Regions from separate parts of the Mus musculus genome. Here region 1 is linked to region 2. A link is a contact called in public Hi-C data. All regions are on one chromosome and are shown on one strand. The core of a region is the stretch at or near the end of the contact, and the rest is flanking DNA. Distances in the headings are between cores, read along the strand shown. Region 1 overlaps Gm32543 (a long non-coding RNA gene). Region 2 has its middle 490 kb from the start of Gm20125.

Region 1 (5,788 bases), core at 3,017-5,516, 990 kb before region 2:
CCATCTGTACAGATACAGTGTACTCACATACATAAAATAAATAAACAAATCTTCAAAAGAGAGAGAGAACAAGGACAAGAATAATAAAATATTAACTTTATAACATATGTTCTGTTCTATTATTAGCACCTTTTCTTGCTACTCGCATAGGAAAGACTCCCTAGCAGCTTAATTGGTTCTTTTTGGTCACTAATTCAGGAAAGTTGGTGCAACAAGCAAAACACCCAATTTGCAACTTGCAGAAAGGTATATAGTAGGTGAACCTAACTTAATACAGTGTCAACATTCATAACAGTAAAGAGTTATACAGGAGTTCAGGCTAGCCTGGGCTATAATGAGATTCAGTCTCAAAAATCAACCAACCAACCAACCAACCAACCAACCAACCAACCAACCAACCAACCATTTTGGCACATTTTTATTAAATATTCTTTGTGAGCTTGGCACAGGTGAAATACTGTGTATATTAGAGGTAAATTTCTTTTACAGCCTATATTACAGTAAACAACAAACAGAGATAATAGAAGCTGTTGTCCCTGGTGCAAGTGATAAATAGACAATAATGTGGTGTGAGAGGGAGCTGAGGCTAACCCCAGGAACGTGCTTTGGAGCTCTGGCATCGAGCTTAAGGCCTAGGGGAGTGGAGAGTGTTCCAGGATGGGGTTGGGGCTGGAGTGGTGGGATCTGTTGTGAGCAATTGGTAGAAGTTGAAGGCAAAGAGAAGGGCAGGGCCTCAGCCTCAAACACCATGGTGAGGAAAATGAATTTCTGAGATTAAAACAAAGCGAAACAAAACTCTGAAGAATTTGAAGCACTCAGATTATTGTGTGTTAAGGAACAGAAGAGGTAAGTCATTTCTCCATCGCCAGTGAAATGAGCCAATTCAAACCCGATTAAAATATATTAAAGGCAGGTTTATTGGAAAGCTGCTCTTGGGTGAGTTCCCTGACCCCAGGGATGGCAACTAGGGAAGTCACCATCATGGGGTAATGGGTAGAAAGAGAGAAAGGGCTTGATGGGCAGAGAGAGAAAGAGAAGAAGAGGGAGGAAGGGAAGGAGGGAGGGAGAGAAAGAGAGTGAAAGAGAGCAAAATGTCTGGATTGTATAGGGAAGAGTCTCTGTGGGGAAGGGCAGCCCAGCTCCTGGACTGGAAAGTTCAGGATTGGGGACTTAGTATGCCAAGCAAGGACTAAGATGCTAGGAGAACCTGTAGACCAGATCTGCTTTGGAATATAAAATAGGCACCTTGGGCCCTTGTCTCTGGGTCTGAAACGAAACAAGAAGCAGAAACAGAAACAAGTCTCTAGAAGACAGGTGCTTATACCAAAGTGATGGGAGGGCACATGAGAAGAAAAAGCAGAGATCTTAAGTCCTGGTTTCCTGGGAGAAGCAGGAGTGTGTCCGGACATCTGACAAGAGTCCAGAGTTCTGTGAAACTGGAGAAACACTGAGGAGGTGGGGCAGGTAGCATGCAGGACTGCTTGCTGGCCAGTTGATAAAAAAACAAACAAACAACAACAACAAAAAAAAAAACCAGAGCAGGCCAGGCAGTGGTGGTGCACGCCTTTAATCCCAGAATTTGGGAGGCAGAGGCAGGTGGATTTCTGAGTTCAAGGCCAGCCTGGTCTACAAAGTGAGTTCCAGGACAGCAAGAGCTACACAGAGAAACCCTGTCTCAAAACAAACACACAAACAAAACAAACAAACAAACAAACAAAGCACGAGAGAAAGCCAGGAGCTGCGCAAAGACCTCGAGCATGTCTTTACCAAACCTCTGATAGCTTGAGGCACTGTTCCTATTAACCCCAACCTTTCAAATTTTACCTTTCCATTTGTTCCCCTGCCCACAAAGAGGAGCATGCTTAGAGCCAAGAAATTCAAGACAACTTAGAAATGTTTGTAAAGTGCCTCTACTAAAAGACACTTTGAAAACAACGTCTTCCTCCTATTCATAGGTTTGACACTCTCAACCAGTTGGGTTTTCTGTCTAGGAGAGCTGCTATTCTTGTTTCGTTCTTCTAGAACAGGTCATACATTTACAGCGAGCCAGAAGAACTTTGGGTGGAAAATGCAGCCCCCCACCCCAGTCCTGTTATCAGAACATAGCCAGCCTTAAAGACTGGGCTATCTGTTAGTCCTTTGGTATTCTAAACATGTGGGTGTGGGCTCTTCACTTGAGGGTGGCTGGCCTAAATTTGTAACCAAGCTTTTTTCCAAGTAGATTGTAGAAATGGCTGGAGAGATTCGACTTTTTGGTAATTCAATAAGAAGCTCAGTGCTTAGGCCAAGATAGTCACTATCCTATAAACTCATTAAGTCCAGAGTTTCTGTCTTCTAAGAATGTGCCAATGAAGCGAGGTGAGTGCTTTAAGAACAGCTAAACACAAACACAGAACTGAACTCAATTCCTTAGAGTGCTTTATGGAAATGACTTCTGAAGCTGTTATACACTCCTTTCTCAAAATCATTTGGGCCGATGATAGTGGCACCTGCCTTTAACCTCACTATTTGAGTTGGAGACCACCCTGGCTACACAGTGAATTCCCGGACAGCCAGGGCTGTTACACAGAGAAATCCTTTCTCAAAAAACCAAGACAAAAATCAACCAACCAACCAACAAACCAACCCACCCACCCACCAACCAACCCACCAACCCACCAATCCACCAACCAACCAATCCACCAACCAATCAACCAACCAACCAACCAACCAACCAACCAACCAACAACCAACCCACCAACCCACCAACCCACCAACATTCTTCAGTCATAGTTCTGCTTGTACTTGTGCAGGTCCCTTCTTTCACAGATGATTCCTTCAAAATTAGTTGATAATATTGGGGGGGGGGGAGTAGAATCATAGTTTTAGAAAGTCAAAGACCTGGGACAACTTCAGCCTGTGTTAAATTTTAAGTATAGGACAAGAAAATTCTAACAGGACACATATGTCCTGGAGCCATAACTCTAGGAAAAGATTTATCTATGAAGAATGGGCCCTTGTAGTATTAAAATGTGGAAATTCTTCTTCTCTTCCTCCTCCTCTCCCTCCTCCTCCTTTTTCTTCCTCTTCTTTTCCTTCTCTTCCTTCTCCTCCTTGAGACAGGGTTTTTCTGTATAGTCCTGGCTATCCTAAAACTTGATCTATAGACCAAGATATCTTCAAAATTAGAGATTTGCTGTTGTCTCATAACTTCTGGGATTAAAAGTCACCACTGCCTGGCTAAATTTTTTTGTTTTGTTTTTTGTTTTGCTTTGTTTGTAAATTCTTAGGTAGATGCTGTTATAATTATGTACAAGAATACCAAGCAGTGAGAAAAGATTTCATAGATGAACTCAATGACATGAAAGATGGTTCAGGCTATAAAATGTAGTGAAAAATTCTATATAAATTTATATAAATATGTAAAAGTTGTATACACCGATTAATTTTGGTGGAAAATTATATGTTGGTACTTACAAGAGATGAACCAGGGAGATAATCAAGGATTACATTTGTGTGCCGAAAGCCTAAGAAGGCTTACTTTCTACTCTTCTAGAGCTTTCCAAATGGCCTTCAGTGAAAGTAATTATTTTGCAATAAGGAAGTATTCAGTGAGGTCATCAATATCAACCTTAATATACTTCATTGATAAATGTTAATTTTGTAATTGTTAAGGAAATTTTAAATATAGCATAATACTAATATTATAGATCTGTGGTGAGAATTACACTAGAGTGATTTGTAGAGAATTCTTAATGTGGTATCTGGCATTTAATTATGTTTTCAATAATTTTACTCAATTTAACCTTATCTAGGCTTGGCCCCCAAATGAGTTTTTCTTTTTGCCTTAAAACAAATAAAACAAACCAATGCAAAAAAATGTTATTCCGCAAAGGGTGAAGATTTGTCACTCCTTAGGATATTCAAAAGAATATGCTGCTGGCTGGGAAGGCAATTTTGAGAAGGATGCACAAGGAATGTACACCTTGGGCCTTGGGAGGAAGACTGAAGTATGTGTTTAAATGTGAAATGATTATTTTGCAGTATTTATTTGGACATATATGATTTTGTTTGTTGTTTAAAAACCTGTCATTATTATATATCCATATTAGGAACGCAGATAGATGGCATAATATCTAACTTAAAGAGAGGAATTAGTCTGCCATGATAAATGGCCTGCCTCTTCAGACAGATAAAGAAATGTCTTGTCAGAGTCTCTGCAATGTAAAGCACAGGCCCTGTGGCTTTCTCCTGGTGGTGCTCTCAAGAGAGGCTTGAGATATGGGGCAAAGGCACATCGCATCTTGTTACCCATATCTCACATCCTGGGCTGTTTATCATCAGTGACCAAGGCCCTTATCCCTCAGCACATTTGGACACACACACACACATTTCTATAAACTCTGTACTTATCCACAGATACACATCCTCATTCCTTTTTCCCTTCTGTCTGAGTTAAGACCACCTCTTTCCCCACTCCCCTGTAATCTGTAGTTTGACATATCCCATAGGCTATCACCATTTTTATTTTTATCTTGCTCCTGCAGTTCATTGAGAGACCCCTGTCCTTGCCTCACAGATCCTTCCTTTCTTCATCTCAGACTTTCACTGTTGATGGAACATAATGCCTCCTTTAGAAGTTTGTTGTGGGCATTCCATTGTGTAATGGAAGGAGAACTCCTGCCACACACCAGGCTCTTGATAATGGAAGCTATTATTATGATTAATTATATTATTTATTGGCTTTTGTATCCTCAGGGCCCGGCACAGTGCCTGATGTATGAGAGTATAAAATAAATTTCTAGTGAATTAATGAATTAACTCAGACACTTTTAGAGTGTGGCTTTGAAGTAAAAGAAGACAGCTGTTTTGTAGATTGGGGGTTAAAAAGGCACTTCCTCCATAGGCTGGAGAGGTGGCTCAGCAGTTAAGAGCACTGACTGCTCCAGAGGTCCTGAGTTCAATTCCCAGCAATCACTTTGTGGCTCACAACTACCTGTAGTGAGATCTGATGCCCTCTTCTGGTGTGTCTGATGACAACTACAGTGTACTCACATAACATAAACAAACCTTCTTTTAAAAAGGTTCCTCCAAAGAACCTGCCTGAGCCCATCTTGGGTCCCTGTTGTCCCTTGGGTTAAGCCACTGTCATCCTCATGTAGATATGGCTTAATGTGCACAAGAGGAGTTTCCCTCGGGCTCTCAACGATTCCATCTGTTTAGCACACTTCTTTAGCCTTGCTAACACTGATGATCTGCCCTAATCCAGCAAGCAATTGATGACGAAATTCAGATGACTGCTAGCCCAGAGTCTATGTGATCTGTTCTTCTACCTCTTACTGTTCACAGAATCTGCTGCCTGATTTGCATGCCACCTCCTATCTTTCCCCTACTTCCTTTTAGAAAGATGTTTGTGAATTATTTTAAGCCAGTTGAATCACTCTGAGAGTTTAACGTGCTATTTTTAAGAGTTTTTGAGGAAGAGTTGAGAAGGATGTAGGGATCTGAAGCAGTTTCACATAATATCCCACAGAAACTTCAAGCTACCAAGTTTGTGGTATAATTTCCCATCTGAAAACTTGAGAGTAAATGGCTCACTTACTCTCAGATACCACATTCTAAACTGTTCAGCAGGAAGAGTCCCTGCTAAAGCCGTTGTGAATAAGGCAGACTAGGTTCACAGGCAGCTGTCTGCCACATGAGAGATTTCTTCCTTGTCCAACTTAAAATTCGGTCCTTTCTCTTATAAGCTCTGCCTGGGTGCAGAGTTTGGCTCCTTCATATCAAGGCCACCCTTCCTGCCCTTGTC
Region 2 (5,719 bases), core at 1,979-4,478:
AAATGGGACCTCATGAAACTGGAAAGTTTCTGTATGGTAAAGGACATAGCCAATAAGTAAAATCATCAACCTACAGATTGGGAAAAAAATCTTCACTAACCCCACATCCAATAGAAGGCTAATATTCAAAATATATAAAGAACTTGAGAAGCTAACCACCAAAAACACCAAACAACCCAGTCAAAATTGGTGTATAAACCTAAACTGAGAATTCATAATAGAGGACTCTTGATTGGCTGAGAAACATATAAAGAAATGTTCAAAGTCCTTAGTGATCAGAGAAATGCAAATCAAAATGACCCTGAGATTCCACCTTATACCACTCCGAATGGCTAAGATCAAAACCTCAAGTGACAACACCTGTTGGAGAGGATGTGGAGAAAAAGGAGCACTCCTCCATTGCTGGTGGGATTACAAACAAGTACATCCACTCTGTAAGTCAGTCTGGTGATTCCTCAGAAAATTGAAGATAGATCTTCTTAAAGACCCAGCAATACCACTCTTAGGAATATACCCAAAAGGTGTTCTACCATGCCATAAGGGCACATGTTCTACTATGTTCATAGTAGCCTTATTTGTGATAGCCAGAAGCTGAAAACAACCCAGATGACCCATGACATACATAAGAATGCATACAAAACATGTGGTTAATTTACACAATGGAATACTACTCAGCTATTAAGAATGAGGATATCCTGAGTTTTGTAGGCAAATGGATAGAACTAGAAAATATCCTGAGTGAGGTAACTCAGACCCAAAAGGACATGCATGGTATGTACTCACTAATAAGTAGACATTAGCCAAAAACAAAACAAAACACAAACAAACAAACAAACAAACCCTAAACAAAAAAGCCACCAAAAAACAAAAACAAAAAAGGTACAGAATACCTAAGATACAATTCACAGAACTCAAAAAGATCAACAGATTGAGGGGCCCAAGTGAGGATGCCTCAGTCCCTCCTGGGAGGGAGAAGAAAGCAATCAAAGTGAGGAAGGAGAGAGGGACCTTAGAGAGAAAGTGGACTGGGTGGGAGGTGAGAGGGGAACCTGATCTGGTATTAGGTATGGGAAAAGAACTGAGGCCCTGAGAGCCAGCAGAAAGAATAGAAGCAGGCAAGCTCAGCAGGTAGGAGGTTTGTTGAGACCCTCCAGAATGTTCCAGAGATCTGGGAGGTAAGAAACTCTCAGGACTCCGAGGGAGGGACCTTAGATGAAATGCCTGACAGTAGAGGGAACTTATAGAGCCTACCTCCAGCAGGAAAATGGCATCAAATGAGGGCAGGGCTTGTCACTGCACAGTCAAAATTCTGACCCATAATTTTTCAATGTCTGAAAGAACTTCACCGATAGAAATGGAGAAGAGCCTGAGGAAAAGAAGGTCCAGTGACAGGCCCAAAGTGGGATCCAGCCTCAAGGGGAGGTACCAAGGCCTGACACTATTACAGAGGCCATGAAGCACTCACAAAAAAAAAAAAAAAAAAAAAAAAAAAAGGACCTATCATGCCTGCACTCTGGAAGATCCAACAGCAGATGAAAGTGTCAGATGCCCAACCCATGGATATAAGCTGCTGACTCCTGTGGTTGAATTAGGGAAATGCTGAAAGATGCTGAGAAGGGAGACCCTGTAAGAGGACCTGTAGTCTCAATTAACCTGGACCCCCGAGATCTCTCAAACACTGGACCACCAACCAGGCAGCATACACCAGCTGATATGAGGCTCCCAACACACATATAGCAGAGGATGACTAGGTCTGGGTTAATCAGGTATGATACACCTAACCCTCAAGACACTAGAGGCCCTGGGAAGTTTAGAGATCAGGTGGGGTTGTGTGTGTGGGGTGGAGACATCCTCATGGAGACAGGGATGTGGGGAGGAGGTATGGGATGTGGCTCAGTAGGATGGGGATGGCGGTTGTGGTAGGTAGGGAAGGTAAAATCGGGAGTGTAATAAACAAACAAACAAACAAACAAAAAGAGTGGTTTATATGCTCAGTGTGACTTATTGAGAATACTAAGTTTTCATTTGCAAGTAGTTAATAACTGGAGATAGCTTTTGGGTTATGGATGGGAACATATGTTCACTTCTGCTTTCAGCCCTGGGACCCCATCTGCCCCAGACTTGTGCTGCCAGTCTGTGATTTCATGTGTACACTGGTTCTGCTGCACCTAGACCTTTCCCCTTGATTCTCTCCATTCCCTATGGCTCTTGAAAAAAGCATTGTTTTCTTAAACAATGCTTTTTTTGAAGTAAGTTTCTATGATTGCATAAGGTTAAAGAATCTCTCTTTTTTTTTTTAAGAAAAAAAAAAGAATTGACTTTCAAGCAGAACTTTGAACATATAATGACATTAAAAGGATAATGTCCACTCAGAATACTAAGAAAGAGGAGAAAACAACCAGGGATAAGATAATTAGAAAACTGTAGCTAATTCCATTCATCTATATTTCCCATTGATGTGACTAATAGTTAAGACTAGATGGATGGGTCAACACTATTTCAAACCACCATCCACTTGAGCATAGACGGTTTGAAAGTATTTTGAATTTCTGCATTTGATGCAGCTGGGAGTGGAAGGAGTGGTTAAAATTCAGAAAACACACACAAATAGAGAGAGAGAGAGAGAGAGAGAGAGAGAGAGAGAGAGAGAGAGACTACCATCATACATTATGGGAACAGAATGAAGTATATTAACATCGAGAAGGATTTTAGTTAATAGAAAAGCATGTTCTTTTTTTTATGATTTATAGGTTCATTAAATTTTTCTTGTAGTGACAATTTCATTGTTCATGACTAAAAACTTCACTGAATACATATATACCACATTTTGTATTCATCTATCAGTTGATGGATATATGCCAAATCCATAACTTGTCTATTATGAATAGTTTAAAAAATATTTAAAAATCCATAGCATGTTTAGATTCACAGAAGTGGTATAGCTAATACATATGATTTTTTTTGAGGAATGTCATTTTGATTTCCATAGACTAATTCACATTGTTTGATTATCAATGTGTAATGGCCTGCACCCCCCAGCATTTTGTTCTTACATGCAAGAGTCTTAAATAGAACCCTGTTGACATAAACAAAGGAAACTAGATGTGATCATCACATTTTGCAGAGAACTGCTAGCCGTTTAAATAAGACTTGAGTGAGACTTCTGTAGTTTAAAGCTTTTGGCCTTTTGCTGTGGCAGTCTCTCAGCTAGCTTCTAACATAATCTGACTTCTGGGCACTGAGTCCCCACCATGTGGCTAGCTCTGTACCTCTCTGCTCTGTAAAGCCCAACCAACTCAGTTTTTTTTTGGTTTTTTTGGTTTTTTTTTTTTTGTTTTTTGTTTTTTTGTTTTTTTAAAGAAGCACCATTTTGTGTGAGACCCAGAGATTAAACTCTAATTCCAGGAGGAAAACCACAAAGTCCACTTGAGCAAACATCCTATGGCACCCTGCTGCCCTTAGCAACAGCCAGTCAGGCTACAACAGGGTCAAGGTCCACTGAGATAACCTAAGACATCCTGCAGACAATAGATAACATAGCCATCCTGTTTGTCAGGTGGTTCACCCCCCACCCCCGCGCCCCCGCCCGTGTTTGGTGCCTGCAGATTATACCAGAAGTGCAGTTTGTAAAATATTAACTTGCTAACCCATATGGAAATTCCCCAAGCTTGCTTTAACCACATTAAATATCCTGCACCTGCAGAGACAGAGCTTTCATCTTAGACTAGCTGAAGTTGGTGGTGAGAGTCTTTGGTCATTAGCTCCTAATAAAAACACTTGTGCGTTTGCTTCAGAATTGACTCTCCAGCGGTCTTTGGAGGTCCCTGTGACTTGGGTATAATATTCTTGTTCCCACCCATACGATTCCTTTTTCTATCCCCTTGGATTTTCCTCCATCTGCTTGTGTGCTGTCTGCCCGGAAGTTCTGCCCCTTACTTCCTGTTTCAGGTATATTGGCTGTTAGATATTTATTGTCATTAGTTAGCAGTGTGGCGCATGCCTTTAATCCCAGCTCTTGGGAGGCAGAGACAGGCAGATTTCTGAGTTCGAGGCCAGCCTGGTCTACAGAGTGAGTTCCAGGACAGCCAGGGCTACACAGAGAAACCCTGTTCCGAAAAACAAACAAACAAACAAAAAGAAGAAGCCTGGTCCATCTCTTAGGATTGCCTTTAGACAATGAGGGCTGCTTGGTCTTCATGTTTTGAGCAGGTGTGGAAGGACACAAGTTTACTAAAGAAATCCTAGTAATGGACCATAAAAATGAGAATACCAAAATCCTGTTAGGACTTAGCTCTCTGCCAGGACAGAATTAACGATTGAACCTTGAGAGACATACCTTAATTCAATGTGTAGAGAGGTGCCCCAACAGTCACAGAAAAAAAAAGGAACAAAGTCAAATTTATTCTGTACTACAGGTGACAGAAGTCTTTTGAGTGATAACACTTGAGAACAGATAAAAATGATGATTCAATGAGGCAAAAATTAAGGGCAAGTTGGGGGGGGGTAATTCCCAGTAGAAGTGATATAAAAAGGGCTTCAAAAGTATTTTGTAAAATAAATACACAATAATTTTCTATATTTTTTCAAATTTAACCACATTAACAGATCAAAACAACATGCATTTGTCTTGGGTTTTCCATGGATATGATGTTAAGCATATTTTCATTGGACTTCTGTTGATGATGACACAAAGGCCCATGATCTTAAGTGGGGTGCATTCTTTGACAGAGTTCTGCATCCTCTTCCATGGTCACATTGATGTTATCTTTGTTGTTGTAATACTGACAGTGTGGCTTTCACATTGATTTTTCACCTGGGTTTCTTGGTTCCTATAGAACCTCAGACCGACCATGCCACCCTAACACAAATCTTCCCTACAGATGAGGCAGTTTATTTATTTTTTCCAGTTCTTAAAAAGAGCATCTGTTAAATCCCGAGAGAGATGAGAACATTTATCCTACCTCCAGTACAATCCAATGTAACATAATTAGTTAGATGTCTTCCCTTCACATATTCCATTTGTTACTGGCTCTATAAATGTCACAGAATTTACCACTGTCAAGAGAAAGGAATTATGTAAGCATGTGTCTCTTTGAGGTCCAAGGTTCATTTTTTATCCTGCCTACCATGGTGCAGCTCATAAAGACAACTATAGGTTTGAGAGCATGAATTCAAACCTGAAAATTAAGTTATTTTAAAAGAGATTAATGTAAAAGAAAATAGAATAAGGAACACTCTTGGAAATTTAAGCATAAAGGAAAAATATATATGTTAAGATCACAGTGTACCTGGACAGAATGTAGCCCATGGTACTGGCATTTTCATTCAGAAGTGAAATTGCTTTCATTTATCTATTCCTATACAAATACAACTACTGGTTTTTTTTTTTTTTGTAACCATGGAATATATATTGTAAATCTTCTACTTATTTGGGACAATCAAATCATTAAACATAATCAATAACATTTATTAATTAATATAGTTGCTCTATACTATGCTCAGCACTGTACATAATCTAAATGCATCATATTGATAGTCTACACAGATATTCTATTACCATTTACATTTGCTAAGGGAATAACATAGATACATTTATGCTGTCTGTGCCAAAATCATTAGGACAATTTAATGGAGACTTGGAGGAACGCTCAAGAAAATGTGTGCAAATGATTCAAATGGAAGTTAATTTGGAGAGTAGATACTTTTCTAATAGTACCTC

The links. A called contact is a pair of places that touch in the nucleus more often than the background predicts.
Region 1: a Hi-C map of the G1E-ER4 cell line shows a contact between it and region 2, with 4 times the contacts expected there. The contact joins two enhancer-like sites. A contact is called at or near these places in 1 of 15 datasets of contacts at CTCF or cohesin (the G1E-ER4 cell line), 2 of 484 Hi-C or Micro-C datasets (the G1E-ER4 cell line and nephron progenitors) and 1 of 115 datasets of contacts at active chromatin or transcription factors (the NIH/3T3 cell line).

The regions. Positions count from the first base shown.
Region 1 is chr10:17,588,904-17,594,691 of GRCm38.p6, reverse strand. The region is part of intron 3 of Gm32543 (a long non-coding RNA gene); the gene reads left to right. Among named protein-coding and RNA genes, the nearest start is that of Gm32656, 68 kb to the left of the region's middle. Within about 2 kb of position 4,266, at least 32 of the 459 cell types and tissues checked have an H3K27ac peak or open chromatin away from gene starts, as enhancers often do. A contact at or near this core is called in the G1E-ER4 cell line, where this site is marked.
Region 2 is chr10:16,598,935-16,604,653 of GRCm38.p6, reverse strand. No RefSeq gene overlaps it. Among named protein-coding and RNA genes, the nearest start is that of Gm20125, 490 kb to the left of the region's middle. Within about 2 kb of position 3,228, at least 43 of the 459 cell types and tissues checked have an H3K27ac peak or open chromatin away from gene starts, as enhancers often do. A contact at or near this core is called in the G1E-ER4 cell line, where this site is marked.